Regions from separate parts of the Sus scrofa genome. Here region 2 is linked to region 1. A link is a contact called in public Hi-C data. All regions are on one chromosome and are shown on one strand. The core of a region is the stretch at or near the end of the contact, and the rest is flanking DNA. Distances in the headings are between cores, read along the strand shown.

Region 1 (6,346 bases), core at 2,868-5,367:
TGTCCAGTACGGGAAAATGTAGCCCAATTAAATAATATCATCATATTTATTTAAAGCTGACTTTAAATAAATAGAAAAAATAAAGTTCAAAATTAGGATCACCTCTGGTTTTTTATTTAGGTCAAAAGCACATTGCTCTGTAGATCAGTCTCAAATCCAGTTAGGGACTTAGAATTTTCTCAAGAGTCACACTGACGTTCTTGTCTCATTTCCCTTGTCATATTCTTTTGCACTGAAATATTAGCATCTAATCCTGTTTATCTTTGTCTTTGATGTTTTCAGTTTTAATGATTTCCAACTCATAGAACATCTTATTCACTAGAGAACCCATCTGAAGTCACCACCTTTTTCTATGACAACAAATAGACTGACAACAAAGGCTGCTTAACTACATAAAGAATTCAGAGGAGCATGACAGACATCCCTGTCAAAGGAAATTAGGTCTTGCAGGATTTTACCTATTAATTTAGGTGAGGGGTGGGGGCAGATAAGGTGGCAAAAGGACTTGGGGAATCTGTACTTTAAGCTGTTCATCTGCCCACGTTGTGGGCTTGCCTTTATAAAGAAATAAAATATAAATATATGAAGATATAAATATATGTATGTTTATAAACATATGTAAATATATATTTATGTATTTATAAATAAATACATTTATAAATGTAAGTTTCTGGCCCAGACTTAATGAATAAAAATATTCAGATTCATATTTCAGACAGGAAACATCTATTTTTAAATAACCAGATGATTTTTATTGAGTTTAGGAATACTTCACATTTGCATTTGGCTTCTCTTTCTTAAACTTAAAAAAAAAATCTCAAATAATTGACTTATCCAATTTTTAGTAGGTCTGCTTTCCTTGTCACTTAAAAAGACCTTTGGATAAATCTGGCAGCATAACTCCATTCTTTCAATTGGCTATTAAGAAAAATAAGCATCATGAAGTTCCCCATTATGGCTCAGTGGGTTAAGAACCTTATGTTAGCTCCCTGAGGATACAGGTTTGACCCTGGCCTTTCTCAGTAGGTTAAGGGTCTGATGTTGCCACAACCTGTGGCATAGGTCACAGATTCAGGGATCTGGTGTTGCTGTGGCTATGGTGTAGGTGAAGTTGACCCCAGAAACTTCCATATGCCATGGGTGTGTCCATAAAAAGAAAAAAAGGAAAAGAAAAATAAGCATAGTATCTAATCTGAGCCTGAAGAGATTCTGCTTATAAAGGCAACTTTGGGGGTTGAATATTGATTATATTGCTTTAAGGAATGTTTATACTAATATTTCAATTTTTTAAGTTTTTTTAAATTGCTATTTCCCCAATACAATTTTTTTTCCTACTGTACAGCATGGTGACCCAGTTTAATTCTCTTTTGAAGAAAATAAAGCAAAATTCTCTGGATAACAACACAATATATTCTTGTCAGCCTGTGCCATGTGAGACCTCTCTCCACCCTTACCCCAAAGTCTAAGACTTTGATGAATCTATGTGATGAGGGTTTTCTTTTTATATTACAGAGCTATGCCACTAATCTTAATCCTGAATGTTTGAGTATATCATGGGTGAACTAACACAACCATGTGAAAAGGTTTTAATGAAACTTTACTGTGGTGCTTTTTAATAAATACAATTTTTTCAAAATCCACATTTTTCCATGGTTAGTAAGAAAAAAGAAAGGTGCTTGGGAACATTGCTCAATAACACTGTGAAACCTGGTCTTGCTCATGTTGCAGAGGGGGTACAAAACCCTACTTTCAAGAGAAAGAAGGTAGGTTTTTTTTTTGGTCTTTTTGCCATTTCTTGGGCCGCTCCCGTGGCATATGGAGGTTCCCAGGCTAGGGGTTGAATCGGAGCTGTAGCCACCGGCCTACGCCAGAGCCACAGCAACTCAGGATCCGAGCCGTCTGCAACCTACACCACAGCTCACAGCAACGCCAAGATCCTTAACCCACTGAGCAAGGGCAGGGAACAAACTCACAACCTCATGGTTCCTAGTCGGATTCGTTATCCACTGCACCACGACGGGAACTCAGAGAAAAAAGATAGTTTATAAGCAAAAGGAAATTCCATATTGAGATGCTATACTGTCTAAAATGTATTAGAACTGGATTGACGTGTTGTTGTAGGAGCTCACAACATCTAACAGAACGTGATGGTGGTTATGCAGTTGGCAGTGACTCTGAGAGGATCTACCATATTCAGAAAGCATACACAAAGCTTTAAGATACTGTAACATTTACAGTGGTATCCATAAATGACTTAGAAATTTGGGTTATTCTCCAACTGCGTAATATACATAATTGACAAGAATGTTTCATAATTTTTTGTCTTAATAGCAAAATGTTGATGTCATCAGTCTCTCTTCAAGACCTTAGTAATCATACAATTGATGTTAATAAAAACAACAAATGAATATAGAGCATAGGATCATAGGAATATGGAAAAAACCCATCCATTTAGATTTTATAAAATATTTCCATATTTATAAGATCCTGCCATCCCACTCCTGGGCATACATCTGTAGAAAACTCCAATTCAAAAAGATACATGTACCCCAGTGTTTGCAGCAACACTATTTACAATAGCCAAGACACAGAAGCAGCCTAAATGTCCATTGACAGAGGAGTAGATAAAGAAGATGGAATATAACTCAGCCATAAAAAAAGGATGAAATAATTCCATTTGCAGCAACATGGGTGGATCTAGAGATTGTCATATTGAGTGAAGTAGGCCAGACAAAGACAAATATCATATGATATCATTTATATGTGGAATATAAAAAATGATACAGACGAACTTATTTACAAAAAAGAAAGAGACACACAGACATAGAAAAGAAACTTATGGTTACCAAAAAGTATACCTGGTGGAGGGGTATAAATTGGGAGTTTGGGCTTAATGTATATGCACTACCATATATAAAATTACCAATGAGGACCTACTATTTAACATATGGAACTACATTCAATATCTTGTAATAACCTATAATGGAAAATCCGAAAAAAATGTATAAAACTGAGTCATTTTGTTTTTCACCTGAAATTAACACAACATTGTAAGTTGAATATACTTCCACTAAAAAAAGAAACAAAATGTCCCTGCTTATTTCTAGTGATGATTCCTGTCTTCCTGCCCTTACTTCTAACCTCTCTGTGTCCTTATGTTTAAGTTATATAAGCTGTATGCAGTATATAATTAGGCTTTGCTGTTTTTAGTCTATCTTTAAAATTTTCTTTTTAATATTTAGACCTATTGTTTTGGTATATTTATTGATCTATTTGGGTTTATATTCACCATTTTACTATTTGTTTTCTGTTTGAACCATTAATTTTCCGCTTCCCCATGAAGAACATTTGCACATGTGGTTCCTTTCGTCTGAAATGCCCTTTCTCCTATGTTTTTCCTATGTTCACTTAGTTATCTTTCATTAAGACCTTAGTCACTTCCTTACAGGAGATCATCTGGTCCCCTGTCTAGATTTGGTTCCTTTTTATAGTCATTCTTGTAGCATCTTGTTCTTTCTCTTTGGAGCACGGATTATTTTGTGTGACTATCTGATTATTGTGTGTGTCTTCTTCTAGACCATCATTTGATGATGGTAGGATGAATTATTTTTCTAATCATAAATAAATACTTGCAATATTAAAAAGTTAATATGTAGAGTCTAATGCCAATTTTTAGTTTTCTTTACAAGTGTTAAATACATACAGACAAAGCCTTAAGAAATGATCTACACATTTCCTCCATGTTGAACAATACCATCGCATTGAGGTACCAGTGTTATATCAAGCCTAACCTGTTCTAAGGCTGGTCATGTCAGGCTCCCCTTCCATGAGATGCTTTACAGCTTCCTGTGATAGTAAGCTCATTCCTATGTAAGAAAAACAGATTTCCTGCAACAGTTCTATTTCTTTCACACCCACATGGAAGGCAAAAAAGTGCTGGTTTATTTAAAATATTTTCCAGATTATTTGATACAAATTCTTTTTCTACAATATTCCATTGTCATTTTTAAGTGAACTCGGCAAAGCTAAGGGCTCTGACTCATGAATGTTCACTTTCTTCCTGGATTAAGTAGGCAGTCACAGGCAAAAATGTCTGATGACTCAAAGTTTCTATGAGTATGCTCAAGTTTTTTCCCTTTTGGAAATCATTTCCAAGTACAAGTGGAAGAAATAATAATGTGCTGTGTGTGCTTCCTCCCATTCCTAGGCAAACAGTACACTCTTCAGGATTTTATCCTTTCGGAAACACTTTAGCTTCTCAAGGTAGTCTGATCCATTCTTTTATTAAAGGAGAAATGTATTTCTTCTTTGCATTTACTTGAAGGAAGTTTATAACAAATAATTCAAATTAAGCGAATAAATATTATGGAAATCAGAGAATACTAGGTGAATAAACTTATTGAAAGTTACCTGGAGCCTTGAACTGTCCTTGGGTTGAGTTGCCTTGTATTAGTCTAAATATCTTCTGAGGAGTTTTGATGAAAATCCAAGGAATAGTGCAGCCTTATCATCCATAGATATATTACTCTGCTTACTAAAGTAAATAGAGTAAAAGAATGGATCTCTTCCTGGCATTAAAAACTTAAAATTTGCAGATAAACTTTTTTGGTAAAGGAAAACTTTAATATCTAACTCCTCAAAGAAATCCCTTTTGCCTCTGGTTCCTTGGAAATAATGAACCACATAACTTTCATGGTAGTGGATTTTTTTTTTTTTTCCCACACACACCTCTCCCTTAGATGTCCAACAATTCTGATTGGTTAAAACTTGAACTGCCAAAAGTTGTATTTCTAGCCCAGACAAGTAATCATCCATCACGGTAATGATATATAATTACTTAGATTTTCATATGGACCTTCACATATAAAATTTAAATCACAAAATGCAGACTATAAAGGTGGACTGGATATATAATAGTCAGGTATTCATTTCACCAAGGCATAAATAGAACATACTGTGAAAAAATTTAGTCTGTACATTTATGAAAGCAAATCATAGATAAAACAATTTAATTTCATAAAAGAGGAAAACTATGCCATACATTTATTTTAGCAATAATAAGGAAATCTTTTTTTAAAATGTTTAAAGAAAATACAGCCATTTTCATATTCTTTTTAGAATTGCCCATTTCTAAATATTCACACTTCTTGGACAACTATGTCCTGAAGAAACTCATTTCATTTACTACCACCATTTTTTTTTTTAAAGTGTTGCAGATACAGCAAATGCCTTTGGGGATAAATGTTCAGTTATAACCCCAGTAAACACCCACCCTTCTCTTTCTTTTTCCCCAGAATAAAAGGTCCTGTTTTACTAAGTTCTTCTCTCCTAACATGCCTGAGAGTTCCTGAAAAATGCTTACGTATTCCACCAAATCAGCCTCTTTGTCATTATGTTCTCAGCCAGCCTTTCATTTCTAATCTTCTGCTCTATTCCTTAGAGATGACATTTGGCACCACAAGATACCTTTTCCAGGGTGCAAATGGCATTCTGGAGGCTTTTGACCACAACTTGAGCTTAGATTTAACTCAGCAGAAAGCAGATAAAAACAGACCATGATATTTAAGAAAAATGTTATGAAGCCTTTGAGGATCAGGAGAGATCTAAAATGCAGGGGTAAAAAGCTTCAACTAGATACTGGGCATCACAGCTTCTAGAGTCTAGGATTTCTCCAGACCAAAAATAGTTCCAGCCTACTTTTCCTCTGTAGGACTGTTGTTGCCATATTTTCATATACCAGACTTCTCCGACTTTTCCAACTCTCTGGGGATCAGTAAGAAGAAAATCAGTAGTGTACCCCTCACCCACTGTCTCAGCCAACCTTTGGTGCACTTCTTAACTTTATAATGACAGTTTTGCCCCCAGGTTACAAGTTTTTGACATCAACGTACTGAACACTTTACTCTTTATTATGACAAATCTCTGCATTCCACCATATAGTGAGGTTTTGATTTTTACATACCGTAACACATAGCCTCACTGGAGAGAAAGATTGATTTTCCCCTCCAAAGAGAATTTAAGTCTTCTCCAAAACATAAACTGGGGAAACTCACTTCTGGCCATGACAGAATAACTGTGACTAGATCTGCCTTCTATATTAAAAAAGAAAACTAGAAAAACAAAGAAAATATAAAAAATAATTGTTTTCAGAGATTGGGCAGTGCAGCAATATGATTCTGAGATAAGAGAAACATGTAAGATTACCTCTAGTACATAATCGGAATTTGAGGATGATGACATTTCCTCCACTGCTAATAAGCTTCACATTCTGTAAAGAATGTTCAAAACTTTTTGAAGACTTTTTCATATTAGGGACATAATAGAAATGATAAACTGAAAAAATAAT
Region 2 (6,346 bases), core at 2,606-5,105, 120 kb after region 1:
TCTGGAATTTTCAACTCTGAATGTTTGCTAGTGAGTCAGTCCGCACACTCCTTCTCACCTCCTCTACACCCCCGTGGATACTGTGTGGGGCTTGCTCTCTGATGCATGGTGACACCTCGGTAGATGTTTCCTGCTGGCCTTCGTGTTTCTCCTCTCTCCTTCAGCTGTCATTCCTTCTCAGTTTATCATCATCATCAATAAAGCCTAGAGGTAGCTTGTCTGCCATAAATACTTATCTGATAAAAAAAGGAAAAAGCCTTTTGGAACATGACTAGGTAGCCTGTCTTGTCCTTTATTTGCCTGGGGAAATGTGAGAATTTGTAATCCCTACTGCAAGAGATTTCTGGTCATTTTGAAGCACCATTAAAATGATTATCAAAGCTTTAAATTTGGCAATGAAACACATGATTCTCTTAATGACAAGGTCAACTTAATTGGGTGTCTGTCCGAAGTGAAATATTGCTCATAACTTGCATCCCCCAATGCAGTTTAACATAAAATAATATAAGGTGGAATTTTTAAAAAGGCAGAGTATAGAAAATGAAACTGAATAAGACACCTCCAGGTCTGAGTTTTCTAGCAGAGATTATAAGAAAACATAACGAATCAACTACCTTTATCAATCAAACATATTTTAATTAGTCCTATGCTAGAAGGCAAATCTGATTCATATCACTTCTAGCCTCATCTCTTAAGAAAGACTTGTTTAAAGTATGTTAGCTTATATTTTCATTATTAGTAAGATGTTATGACCTTGTTCTTCATTTAGTTGTTTCCTATGTCTTTGCCTAGAAAAAAAATCAGAGGTAATTTCTCAAGTCTTGTGATTATATTTACTCATAAAAATGTTAATGTGTTACCAAATTCTCAGTCCAGTCAATGCATTTAATGCCAACACACAGATTTTTGCAATGTATTTGTACCTCTTCCTGATAATTTTCCAATATACACGAGGCTAGGAATTTTTTAAATTGCCTAATGTTAAAACCACATTTCCACCTACTCCTTTTCTAAAAAATTGTAAATACATGGCACAGCAGAAGCCCTCCCTCCCTGACCTCAGGGAAACTGAATTAAATAGCACTTGGCACTGAGCATTCAACGTGTATAATCATTATGGTAGGCCCTGTGCCAATCCCGGTAATGTACAACCCTCAGTATGCAGTATTAAGGAATAACAAGGATGGCAAGCCTCCCATTGAAGAATTAATTAGCAGACCTCCTGGACTCATCGGAATGGTAAATAATCATCCTCTGACAAAACTTAGATTTTAGAAGAAATTGCAGTTTGAATTGATGTCAGTGGTCCCAATTTGTTACATAAAAGCTACCAGTGGCTACATTTTTACATAGGGCTTGAATGATGCCCCAGTGGGTTGCTGAATGATCAAGGTCATACTCTCCTGCCAGTAGGTAGTCCCAGCTGTCCTGCTCTCCTCACCTCACCCCCAAAATTTTGGGCCAGCTTTTTCTTTTCTTTGACCTGAATCTTGAGTCCTTGGGTACTTATATGCCCAAGTGTTGGACTAATTCAAAGTACCAACCTACCTTTTCAGCAGGATTAAAATCCTGTCTGCAGCTTCAAAGGCAAGAACAGTTTCTTATCATTTCTCCCCACCCCTGATGGGGGAAGAGATTTCACAGGGGTTGATTGTCCTTGTCCTTTGATGCTATTAATATTGGTTAGGTAATAATGTTTGAGAACTAGATGAATGATAGCTGGTTAATCTACCTCAGTTAGAGGTAGATGGGGAAGACTACCTGAAAATGCTCCCTCCTCCATGCTTTAAATTGGAATAAGAAATGCAATTCAAAATCTTGCCAGAGAGTAGGCATCCTCAGGTCATACAAACCAGGAACTGGACCATTTGAAGTAAATTAAGGGAGAAAAGAAAAAGGCAAGGATAGTTATGACAGACTTTGATTTGAGAAAAAAACATGAAGAATCCATTACGGTCGGGGGCTTTCTTAGCTCCAGTGGAAGGAGCCTCATGGAATTTAGCCATGTAGCAGCTGAGGCTCTGGATGAGACCATGCTCAGGATCACTCTCTCATCCTCATGTCAAAACACCTCATATGCTCAAGAGGAGAATAATTTGGTGCACTTTCCCACACGAATGTAGTGAGGTGTCCATGTAAATATATTTTACAGCATGCAGATATTTCCTTCTCAATTTTGAGAGGACAATGCGTGTAGAAGACTTGGAAGAGCAAAGTCATCTGAATTATTTTTACCTCACCAACATGTGCCAAATAATCCTTCTGTCCCTCAAGGAGCTGGACATAGAAGCATCCCTTAGGGTGTTGCCCTAAGTAGTTCAGGCACTTCACGTATTACTAACCTCAGACAGAGGCAGTGCACAAATCGAGTTTCCTTTACTAACACCGCACCTAAAACATCCATTTTTCACTGACAGGAGTGCTATGAATCTTCTCTTAAGAGTAAGGAATTCAGGAAATAATGTCACTCAAGATGTGATAATCACAGGGAGGTAATGTAATCTCTGAGTCAGGAATTATAACTGTGTCTTCTCCTCCTCCACTTTTAGGTTACTAAGGATTCTTTGCTACTACATAGGAACCATGGGCTTTGATAAAATTTTAATAGACAGCAACAGAAAAACCTGTCTCAACCCTCCACCCTTGGGAACAGGTAAATCAGTTGCTTAGTAGAGGAGGTCTTTAACAAAAGGTCAAACAAAATTGTTCTGGGAACTTTTTGAGACTTAAAATAGCTGCTTGAGATAGGGATCCGCTTGTGGAGGTGAGTCCTTTGTGAAGGCATCTCCTTGTGGCCTCCGTGTAAGGTAGGTAACCCTGCATCTTCCCCATTTGCCTCCCCTCTGCTTCCCTCTTCTTCCACTCAAACCCCACTCACACACAAAGCCTTGAGAAAAACTGAGATATACAAAAGGCCATCAAGTTAGTGAAAACTTTGATTTAAAAATCTGAAATAATAATTCTCTGATGGAAAACAAAAAGACCCTGCTTCACAGAGTCAGTATTCATTCTTCCATATTGCCATTGGGATTAGGCAAAGAGCTGGTCTGGCAGAACAAAAACATTTCAAATGTTTTGAAGTTGAAATGTGAAGTTAAGTTACAAGCATGGTCCTAGGTAGAAACTCTGAATTTTTTTTATAATGGTAACTTGTTTGCTGAGAGCATCATAAAAAAATTTGGGATGCAATATCTCCAAAAACACTTTCAGGCAGGTAGATGATTCTTTTTTCAAGCATAATTTCCTCTAGTGGCTTGCATCTTAAATGACAAGATATAGAAAAACTATGGGATATTTGATCTTTATGAAATTGCATAGGTCAGGAAAGTCTAAAACAGAGTTAGCAGATTAAAAAACAAATGAAAGGAATTTTTGACAAAAAGAAGAAAAGAATCATCACATATTTTTGTTGACGGAACAACAGTTGGATGATCAAGAGGTGGTATACAAAGGATGTCTTTTTGGTAAAGAGATTGAATGAAGGATATTTATGTGCTCTTCAACTCCCAAATCTTAAGATATCCATGACTGTCATGGAGAAGGAATAAACTTGATTTGGTCAAGAAGTCCTTCTAGAATTAAAAAGCCAAAGAAGAATGCACCAAGGGCATATGTGAAAAAAAAAAAAAAAAAAAAAAAAAAAAAAGTAAGACCTTTTGGATATGAAGCAAAACAAGTCTATTTTTAAAAGACTCTTTCTTAACTTTCCGGCTTTTGGACCCAAACACATTGAGAACCACTTTATAAGACTAGCATTTCACAAACTCCAGTTTTGGCATCTTAATAAATAGGTCTGCAATATTCTGGGGATTATATGGTAAAATATGGAACTTGGTTACATGGAGGGACATTCCTCAGTTGTGAGCAGGAATAACAAACACACTCTGAGTCACCACCCTGCTTAAAAACAGATAAGATAGATTGTCCCTATGGATTTAAAAAAATGCTTTTCATTTTCACCCTTGTATTAATATTTCTTACTCAATGGTGTAGTAAGGAGTGTTGTTTTTTTTTTTTTTTGAAAATGATAACAAGTGCTTTGAACTTTAATGATTCTCATGAAATTAGTCTTTTGTCAACCATTTTAAAGATATTTTTGCTGTCTCAATGGAAATACAGAGTACAAAAGCACCATCTTGTGGCTAAAAGGAAAAAGTGTTTCAACACAAGCCAGCTTGAGTCACAAATAACTTTTTTTTACTTTTTATGAAATATTTGTCAAGTTTAATTTAAGCTCTTGATAACTTTAAAACAGATGGCTAACGGGCTTAATACAATTTAGAATTGAATGTGTCTTTGGTATGTTTGTATATGGATATGATTCAAGATTACAAATCCCAGCATATGATAACCACATGAGATTGCAATTCCTTAGTCAAATTTGAAACAAAAATAGAATTTAGTTTTAGTAAACTGAAAATTTAGTCTTTGTGTTTTATTAATGAAACTTTTCTTGTTCATCATTTTAACTTAGAAGTATAGTTGGTTGTTTGTCCAGTAGGAAGTAGTAATTGTTTTCATAGAATGAATACAGATAAAATTAATTTTTTAAAATGTTACCATTTGCAGATGGCGAATTTCATTTCACAGGGAGAAGTGATGAGGTAAGAATGATTCAAACAGCAGTAGCTATGTTGACAGAATTTGACAGAATAGGAGGTACAAAAACATGGGACATTTTCTTTTTTTGCAATACTGAATATCATGTCTTATAAATTGCAGCTTCATTTACTATTCCCACTTTAGAAATGGAATATCCAAAGTACAGAGAAGTAAGTAAACTGCCCAAATTCACAGTGCCAGGAAAAAGCAGGAGCAGAATTTGAATCAAGACCTCAGGGTCCTCTTCCTTACTTTTCTAGTAGTTTCCAAACCCCAGTCCTCAGGTGTACCTGGACTGTCTGCACTAAAGTCACTAGGAATGTGTTTCCAATCCTGGAGATTCTGATTTAGTAGATTAGCTCTGAAGTCCAAGTCTAAAAAATTCCCTGTGAGTCTAGTGAGAAAAACCATCCTATTTAAGCTAAAAATAGCAGGCAAGGTAATTAAGCAAAGAAGGACAAAACTGAAAATCAATGAATACTCTTCATTTTAGCCATCAGTGTTAGAAAGACTATCTCCATTCATATTGCCACTTTTTCAAAACCTACCACAAAACACACCTACTCTGAAAACCTTCCCCAGATAAGTTCTACTGTACTTGTCAGTTTCTCCTTTACTACACAGACATGCTTTAAAGTGAGTGGATGGGCAACGGGGTCCTGCTGTATAGCACAAGGAACTATGTATCTAGTCATTTGTGATGGAACATGATGGAGGATAATGTGAGAAAAAGAATATATATTTATGTATGGCTGGTCACTTTGCTGTACAGCAGAAATTGACAGAACATTATAAAACAATTCTAATATATTTTTTTAATTTAAAAAGTGGAATCAACAACTACCATCTATGGAGACGATGCTGTGCTGGATGTTCTATGTATTTCATCATGTTTAAATAATGATAAAATATACAAGAATCTTTTCAAATCCCATATAGCCAGCTGATTCACATAGAATACTTCCATTGATTTTTGTCTGTCTCTGTCTATAGCCAACCTACTGTTTCACTTGAGAAACAAGTATAGTTCCATGAATGTAAGTTGATAGTTTTACTTAGGTTAATGAGTAAGATAAAAGTGAAAAAAAGAAGACATATGTTGGACTTCATTCATTCATCAATGAGTGAATGACTATTTTGATGAATTGAATAATAGTTCTTAAATACTAGGAGACTATTTCCTCCATTTTTGCGCAATTTACAGTGCAACAGTTACAAACATGCCATACTTTTAGATTTAACCCATAATATTATTTGCTATCACTTTCTTAAATCTAGAAATGAACAAAATGATAAGTGAATTCCTGATTTATATGGTCAGGAATTTATGTACAGTATATACTATTCTGTATTATTGCCATTCTATGAATATCATTGACATAAATAACTTCAAAAGCATGTGTAATACTAAGATGTGGGCAAATTAATTAGGATATCTTGAGTGTTGACATATATCAAAGGTATATGTTACCTTTGATTTTTATGTAATTTGTTTAAATGAAAGTTTATATAATTTAATTTTTAATAATGACATTTAATAATCAGATTTCCAAATTCCTGGAAATTTAGCAAATGGCTCTTGTAAGCCAGTGCGAGCAGGCTCCAATACAACTCTAATTATTCACATTTTATAGATAAGGAAACTGAGTAATACAAATCGTTGATTCATCCTGCCTGCATCTTAAAAAAAATAAAAACAGCTCATGATTCAAAACCAGGTCTCTTCAGTTCCAGTTGGTACGCT

Evidence for each region. Hi-C and Micro-C count contacts between places; a contact is called where the count stands out from the background.
Region 2: a contact with region 1 is called in a Hi-C map of embryonic fibroblasts, with 4 times the contacts expected there. The contact joins two enhancer-like sites. A contact is called at or near these places in 6 of 47 Hi-C or Micro-C datasets (embryonic fibroblasts, epiblast stem cells, fetal heart ventricle and 2 more).

Annotation. Positions count from the first base shown.
Region 1 is chr15:64,075,879-64,082,224 of Sscrofa11.1, forward strand. No RefSeq gene overlaps it. Among named protein-coding and RNA genes, the nearest start is that of GALNT5, 160 kb to the right of the region's middle. Within about 2 kb of position 4,118, at least 5 of the 83 cell types and tissues checked have an H3K27ac peak or open chromatin away from gene starts, as enhancers often do. A contact at or near this core is called in embryonic fibroblasts, where this site is marked.
Region 2 is chr15:64,191,701-64,198,046 of Sscrofa11.1, forward strand. No RefSeq gene overlaps it. Among named protein-coding and RNA genes, the nearest start is that of GALNT5, 47 kb to the right of the region's middle. Within about 2 kb of position 3,856, at least 5 of the 83 cell types and tissues checked have an H3K27ac peak or open chromatin away from gene starts, as enhancers often do. A contact at or near this core is called in embryonic fibroblasts, where this site is marked.